Regions from separate parts of the Ovis aries genome. Here region 2 is linked to region 1. Evidence: chromatin contacts called from public Hi-C data. All regions are on one chromosome and are shown on one strand. Each heading gives the region's core, a stretch centred on a gene start, on an enhancer-like site or on the middle of the called end of the contact. The rest is flanking DNA. Distances are from core to core; before and after follow the strand shown.

Region 1 (3,755 bases), core at 850-3,349:
CAGAGCAGGGATTGAACCCATGTTCCCTGCATTGGCAGACAGATTCTCAACTAATGGATCACCAGGTAAGTCCTCATTTTCCTTTTTAGATTTTTTCCATTCCAATTTTATTGAGCTGTAATTGGCATACAGCACTGTGTGGATACCGATGTGATTTATATACATTATTAAGTGATTACCACACTAAGCTTAGTGAACATTCATCATCTCATGAAGATACAACATTAAAGAAGAGGGAAAAAAAAAATTTTCCCATGTGATGAGAACTCTTAGGATTTACTCTTTCATATATCACGTACAGCAGTGAACTGTTTAGATACGTTTAACATACTTTTGTTTTAGAACTATATAAAATGTTTACAGGTTTCAAAGTCAAGTCTCTGAAGGTTGTTATAGTCAGTTATCTAAGACCTGCAGCATCCTCCTGTTCTCTCCTCCACTCCATATCCAACTTTTATTCCCCACTGATGATCCAACTGACCAGTAGTGGCCTCCTGCCACCACAGATGCTCAGTGCAGACCCAGAGGCATCCTCTACACAGAGGAAACAGCTTCCCACAGACCTCCTGGAGCTTCCCCTGTGGTTCCCCTTCACAGCTGGACCAACTTGGCTTCTCAGAATGATTACTGACTCCGCTGATGCTGTAACTCCCCTTCTGGTCACTGTCTTCCCCAGCTCCTTCCACAACTGTGCAAGGCAAATTACTATCATAAAGCCTCTATCATGCAACCGCAAAGAGATTCTGTTTCCCAAATGGATCCTGACCGACACAACAACCTTCTACTGCTGTTGCTTAACCCCTTTCTAACAAAACAAAACAAAGATGCACATGACAAGCACAGAGTGGTAAAATATTGGCTGATTTTATGCCAGCACTTGGGAGCCGGGGGAGGCACTGGTCAGGGCATTACCCCTGTGAGGGCGGAGGGACCGAGAGTATCTGAAGGAGGGAGAGGAGGGGAGTAGCAAAAGGCCCTGGCCAAGTGGGGTGAGGAGTGGCCAGCGGGAGGTCCCACAGAGGGACCTGTACTGAGTGGGCAGTTTGTGGGTGGGAAGGAGCATTCCCCACTATAACTGCTCCCACGAAGAAGGGTGGGTGGAGGAGCAGGCGCACAGGGAAGGAGCTGCCCAGCCAGCGTGACCCTGGACAAGTCTCTCCCTGGCTCTCCATAAGGAAAGCAGCACGGATGGTCTTTGAGGTCTCTGCCCACAAAAGCATTAAGAAGGCATGAATAATCCATTATCCGAAAACATTGAATAATGACCCAAAGGGAGGAGCAGCTGGATATTTTTCAGGCCTCAACACCCTGCTAAACTCATAAACCTTGGACCCGCACCCACTCTTCCCAGCACTTGTGTACCCATGGCCACCCTTGTCCAGTCCCAGCTTTGCCTCTAGCTGTCTGACTCTGGGATAATCACTAAATCTGTTTCTTAACTAGTGGATGATACCTCATCTGTGAATAATACCTTTTTATAGGGCCATTTCAAAATGCCTAGAGCAGTCCCCCGCACCCAGGGAGTGACCCATTATGGTGGTGATTATTATCTTGCTCTCCACCTGCCATCTGGACCATCCCATCTTGTCATCCCTAGGAATGCAAATGCTGCTGCTGCTGCTGCTAAGTCGCTTCAGTCGTGTCCGACTGTGTGCGACCCCCATATACGGCAGCCCAACAGGCGCTAGTAAATAGTAAATCTAAGCTCCATTTTACAGAGGAGACAGTGAAGTTCAAGAAAGGTTAATGATTCGCCCAGAGACGCACTGCAAACAAGTATGAGTTCAGAGTGGAATCCAGCTAAGGCGCCTCACCCAGCGCTGGTCCCGGGCGGGGCAGCGACCACGATTGCTGATAAGGACAGAGGACGTCCTTCAGGTGGGTCCGCGGGGGTAATCCAACTCTAGGGGGCAGCTCTGTCGTCAGGAGAAAAGCGATCTGGGGGAAAACCTGAGGAAACAGCGCAAGCAAGCACCCCGGTGGGGAGGAAACGGACAAGAGCTATGGGGCGCGCGGGCGCCCTGCTTCCCCAAGCTGCACCTCCCCCCGGAACTCCTCCGGGAGTGGGAGGAGCCGGTTCTGCTCGACTGCAGTTCCCATTGTCGACAAGCAGGGGAGCCAGAGCCGGCAAAGAGCTGAGAGTGTAAGGAATCTGTTGCCATCACCAGATAGGGTGGTGGACACAGGCTGTAGTCTGAGCTGTGGTTGACTGTGTCCTCCGGTGAAGGAGGAGGCTCTCCCTGCTGTGTCTTCCACTCTGGATTTCCTGCTGCTCTCTTCTCTGAGGCTTTCCCCAAAATTGCCAGTGAAAGTCCTCGAATGCCAGGCTAAGAACTTGGGTGAGGGCGAGTTGTGGCAGGGATGTTAGTAATGTGGCGTTAACTTCCAGTTTAATTCCCACTCCCCTTATTTCCCGCTTCACCAGGGACCTCCCAGAGAACCTTGAGCCTTTCTAATCTTGAAGGAAAAGGTAGAAAGACTTTATTCATACAGAACATTTGGAAATTACTGTGGGAAATGGCAACCCACTCCAGGACTCTTGCCTGGAAAATTCCATGGACAGAGGAGCCTGGTGGGCTACAGTCCATGTGGTCGCAAAGAGCGGGACAAGGGATGTGGAGAAGGGGTGTGATAACCTGGCATTCCTGGGTGGGGAAATGGGACAGCTTCGGGTGTGAGCCCCAGAGCAGGAGCCAGGGCCAGCCTGCTGTAAAAGCCCAGTCCACCTGCACAGTGAGGTCTGGGTCCCAGGGCTCTGTAAGGAGGCCACCCAGGCCTGGACTGAGTCCAGGGATAGTGCCCACAGCCCAGGGCTCTGCCAGCCCAGTCAGTGTGGCCCCAGACCCAAAATGCTGCTCTTTCTTGCAGGTTCCCAGAGCCTATGGTCCAGTCTTTGGTGCCAGCTCTGGCTTTGATGGAAATAACTGTCCGCAGCTATCATTCTGCACCACGCTGCTATCCCCACTCCAATCCTGCCAGACAGCGAACCCTTGAAGACATGCATGGTGGCTAATTCAGCCCTGGTGTATTCATTTGAAAACGAGGCCTAATAATACTTGGCAAAACAATGCTCAAAAAATGTGCAAATAGTATGGAAGGTATGGAAACAAAAGCAGTGGAGGGGAAAATGGGACCAGATATTGAGGCAATTTGACAAGAGTTATCAGAATTTTTTAAAAGATACATATACTTTATGCTCGACAACTCCTCTAAGAATCTATACCATAGAAGTAATATAAGTGAGCGGGCAGAGATAAATGTGCAAGAGTGTCTGCTGTAGTGTTGTCTGTAATGATAGCAAAGAACTGGAACCAATCCAAGAGTCTATCAGTAGAGGATGGTGAGATAAATTGAGGTGCAATCATTCAATGCAATGCTGAGCAACTGTTAAAAAGAACTGAGTGTGTCTGTAAGTGCTGAGGTAGGAAGAATCTCTGAAAGATAGCAAGACGCAGAATAGGAAGTAGAGGATGAGTCCATCTTTCTTTTTTACAAACATTCTCCCACCCACTGCCTTCAAACCTTTGTTGACTCTTCTTTTCCTGTCCTAGGCTGGCAATCCAGCAGATCCTTTGCTATGCAGTCCCTTTAAGATATTAACCATCTGGCCCAACCCAACTGAAATTCCAAGCTCTTTCATCTCCAAAGTACATCTATCACAGGTACATACCAGGCTTGTCATTTTAACTCATTTATTTCTCACCACAGGTGTCTGAAGTAGGGACTCTGATTATCATTCCCGTTTTACACGTGAG
Region 2 (3,755 bases), core at 602-3,101, 68 kb after region 1:
ATGGCTTGGTTCATGGCTCTTTCTTCCATTTTCTAGGCTAGCAGTAACATCTTCAAATCAGCCTTTCTCTCTTTCTTTCACACACACACAAACACACACATGTCCACTTATTCATCACATCTCCTCTGACTCTCTATCCTCCCTTATAAGAATACTAATTGAGCCTACCCAGGCAACCCAGGGTTGTCTCCCCATGTCAAGATCCTTAATTTACCACATCTGCAAAGTCCCTTTTGCTATGTTAAGTAACATACAAAAGGAATCTGGGGATTAGGATGTAGACATATTTGGGGGGGTATCATTATTCTGCTTACAACAATGATATTAAATTTTTTTCTGTGCCACTAGAAGAAGGCTCGCTCTCTTCCCTGGTGGCTCAGAGGTTAAAGCGTCTGCCTCCAATGCGGGAGACCTGGGTTTGATCCCTGGGTCAGGAAGATCCCCTGGAGAAGGAAATGGCAACCCACGCCAGTATTCTTGCCTGGAGAATCCCATGGATGGGGGAGCCTGGTAGGCTACAGTCCATGGGGTCGCAAAGAGTCGGACACGACTGAGCGACTTCACCTTACCTTAGTAGTCATATGTCAAAACAACATTTAAGAGGAAAAATATTTTTCATTTTTATTTTTTCCTAACAGACTTATTGAGACACAATTCACATACCATACGATTTAAAGCAAATAATTTGATGGTTTTTAGTATAGTCATAGCTATGCATTTTCATCTTTCTCCATTTTTTTCTCTTTATTTTTTATTTATTTATTAATTTTTTTTTTTACTTTACAATACTGTATTGGTTTTGCCATACATTGACATGAATCTGTCAATTCATGATTCAATTCAGATTGGGGTATACATGAGTTCCCAATCCTGAATCCCCCTCCCATCACCCTCCCCATATCATCTCTCTGGGTCATACCAGTGCACCAGCCCCAAGCATCCAGTTTTAAATATAAGGAAACAAAGGCTTGCGACATTAAGGAAACTTGCTTAGAGACATTAAGGAAACATCAAAACTGCAGGTCTGGTGTAACAAAGTGCCTTTCAGGAGCTGAGATTCCAGTTCAGGCCTGGACTTCCTTCACCAGGTTAGACCAGCCTCTGTCTCTCTTTCTCTCTCTCTGGGAGCAGCCTGGTGTAGTAGTTAAACTAACAGGCTTAGACTTGGCTTCCAGGGTTTGTTTTGCTATCTAAAAGCTATGTGACATCTGGTAAAACTTCCTGGAGCCTTGGTTTCCTTATTTGAAAAATGTGGGCAATTCGATAAATGAGCGAGCTGACTCACCTGTAAGATGCCTTCTAGCTAGTCATTCCAAGGTTTAATGAGGGAAAAGAAAATTAAAAACAAATTCCCTATGCATTCAGTGCAATGAGAGGGATACGCATTCCCTGAAGACAGAGGCTCGCTCTCTTCCCTTGTACTCTGAGCACTTGGTCACAGGTCTCAGTTCTTCACTGATGTGTCTCAGACGGATGGAAAAGACAAATGAGTAAAATGACACAAAGACCGATAAGCGTTGAAGGAACTGGGGGTGGGGGGCACCGGGAGCAGCAGGCTCGGTCAGGGGGCGAGGGCTGGAGGGCGGTCTACCCAGAAACGGACAAAGGTCCCGTCAGTGTAAACATAGATGGGAGGGATCAGAGGCAGCTCTTCCCCAAGGCCAAGTTCAGCCGCTGTGTGAGGGCTAGAGGGGAGGAAGTCTGTGTTGGAGGCAAGGTCTTGAAAATAAATCTTCAGAGAAGAAATTGGTGACACTAATCCACGCGCGGCCCAGCTGCAGTCTCCGTCCCCTCCCACCACATCCACTCGTCCGCGCGACTTGGTATGCTCCGCCACCACAATAAGCCTCCTTCCTCTGGCGTGCTATTGGTACAGCCCAAGTTCTGAGGGTAGGAACGCACAGAAAGACACGCCCCTTGTCACGCCCGCTTTCTCTGATTGGCTAGAAAATTTAAAGATCCTGCAGGTGATAGGATGATTCTCTACTCCCAGAATTTGAAAGTTTCCAGTGTGCTGCTTATGCCTGCAGGCCGACTTTTCTTAACTGGTTCGTCCGAGTGCTGGGACAAGTGAGTGTCCACCTGATCCCAGACGTGGGAGGCAGAATGTTCTTCTTCAAGGGGTCCCTGCCGGGAGGGTGCATACGAATGAATCAGACGGCGCGTTGACTGGTTCCCGGAAGCCAGGGTCCCTCCGCTATTTCCGTAGCCAAATAATTTCTACTTCCACCCCACCTTAGAGATGGGAAGCACCAGAGCTTCCGAATCACACGATCCCTGACTCCTACCAGCCGTTGTGGTCTCTTTTAGTCTGTTTTCCACTTCTGTACATGGGAAAGAGTGACACTAGCTTGGCTGCATATAAACCAGTGAAGGTAGCTGGGAGAGGGAAGGCGCTGATAACATGTCAGTCCTGTTTACCTCCACAAGTGAGTCTCCTGCTTCCTTGCGGAGAGGACAGAAGATTCCCGTGCCCGCCCTGGGTCTCTTAAAAGCAAGCTTCTATTCTGTTCAGGGGCTCCCTTCTTCTGTGGCTCTTGTCGGACAGCAGAGGTTCCCAATCCTTAGTGCGCTTGACGTTGCCCATCCGCAGCTCTGGAAATTATTGTGTGGGAGAGAAATGTCTAGGAGAATTTCCTGTTTGCCCCAGGGTGCTTTTACAGTCTCCGTGACCTCTTTGTGTTACCAGTGACAGCCCTGGGACCCTTTGTGGCTTTGACTGGGCTCCCTATCCAGACTTCTGTACCACCTATGATGTCCCCTGAGTCCCTGTAACGCCTGTGCTCCTGTCTTTTTGCAGACCTGCAGAGGCGGCGGCGATGCTTTCGGGCGCCCAGGCAGCGGCCGCAGAATGCGAGGACGGAGAACTGCGGTGCCGTGTGGCTGTGGAGGAGCTGAGCCCCGGTGGGCAGCCGCGAAGGCGCCAGTCCCTACGCACGGCGGAGCTGAACCTGGGTCGTAACGAGCGCGGCGAGTTGATGCTGAGGTTGCAGGCGCCCGGGCCCGCTGGGCGGCCGCGCTGCTTCCCCGTGCGCGCCGCGCGCCTCTTCACCCGCTTCGCTGCAGCCGGGCGCAGCACTCTGCGGTTCCCCGCCGACAGCACTCCCCGGGCCAGCGCCGTCCAGCTGCTGCTCTCCGATTGCCCCCCGGACCGCCTGCGCCGCTTCCTGCATACGCTGCGCCTCAAGCTGGCTGTAGCCCCGGGTCCCGGGCCGGGCTCCGCCCGCACGCAGCTGCTTGGCCCGCGGCCCCGCGACTTCATCAGCATCAGCCCGGTGCAGCCCGAGGAGTTGCGGCGCGCGGCGGCCACCCGGGTCACGGATACCAGGCCGGTGAAGCGGCCCACGGAACCTCCGGCGGGAGCCAAGCCCCGCACCGTGAGGACAGGAAAACGGGGGTAGCCTTGGGGAGGGGGAGATGGAAGAGACCGAGGAAGCCCAAGTTTAGGGGGAAGATGGTGGTGGTATTTGAGATGGCTGCTGATTACTTCAGAGGAAATATTCATCAGGCTTCTGAGACTAACGGAAATATGGGAGTTGTGCGTGTGTTTCTCATAGTGCAATCCTTGAGACTGAGCAGTGAGAATAGGAAAAATGTGTTTAGGTCATGTTAAGAGAGAGCAGAGAAGGTGCTTCAGAAGAAATGTGGGAATGAGGTCCTCCTGGAGGAGGAGAGGAGGTTTTGGAGAGAATAAAGTGATCAGCTGTGTTAGGGGCAGCCCACAAGTCCAATCAGATGCGGGGAGGTGTTGGGAG

What was found. Hi-C and Micro-C count contacts between places; a contact is called where the count stands out from the background.
Region 2: a Hi-C map of liver shows a contact between it and region 1, with 4 times the contacts expected there. The contact joins two enhancer-like sites. A contact is called at or near these places in 8 of 16 Hi-C or Micro-C datasets (blood, liver, mixed tissues and 2 more).

What each region holds. Positions count from the first base shown.
Region 1 is chr7:43,452,147-43,455,901 of ARS-UI_Ramb_v3.0, forward strand. No RefSeq gene overlaps it. Among named protein-coding and RNA genes, the nearest start is that of PTGDR, 42 kb to the left of the region's middle. Within about 2 kb of position 2,100, at least 33 of the 54 cell types and tissues checked have an H3K27ac peak or open chromatin away from gene starts, as enhancers often do. A contact at or near this core is called in liver and tail adipose tissue, where this site is marked.
Region 2 is chr7:43,520,395-43,524,149 of ARS-UI_Ramb_v3.0, forward strand. It overlaps LOC132660037 (a long non-coding RNA gene), which reads right to left. Exons shown (of 7, transcript XR_009601198.1): 6 at 1,286-3,755. Among named protein-coding and RNA genes, the nearest start is that of PLEKHO2, 14 kb to the left of the region's middle. Within about 2 kb of position 1,852, at least 34 of the 54 cell types and tissues checked have an H3K27ac peak or open chromatin away from gene starts, as enhancers often do. A contact at or near this core is called in liver and tail adipose tissue, where this site is marked.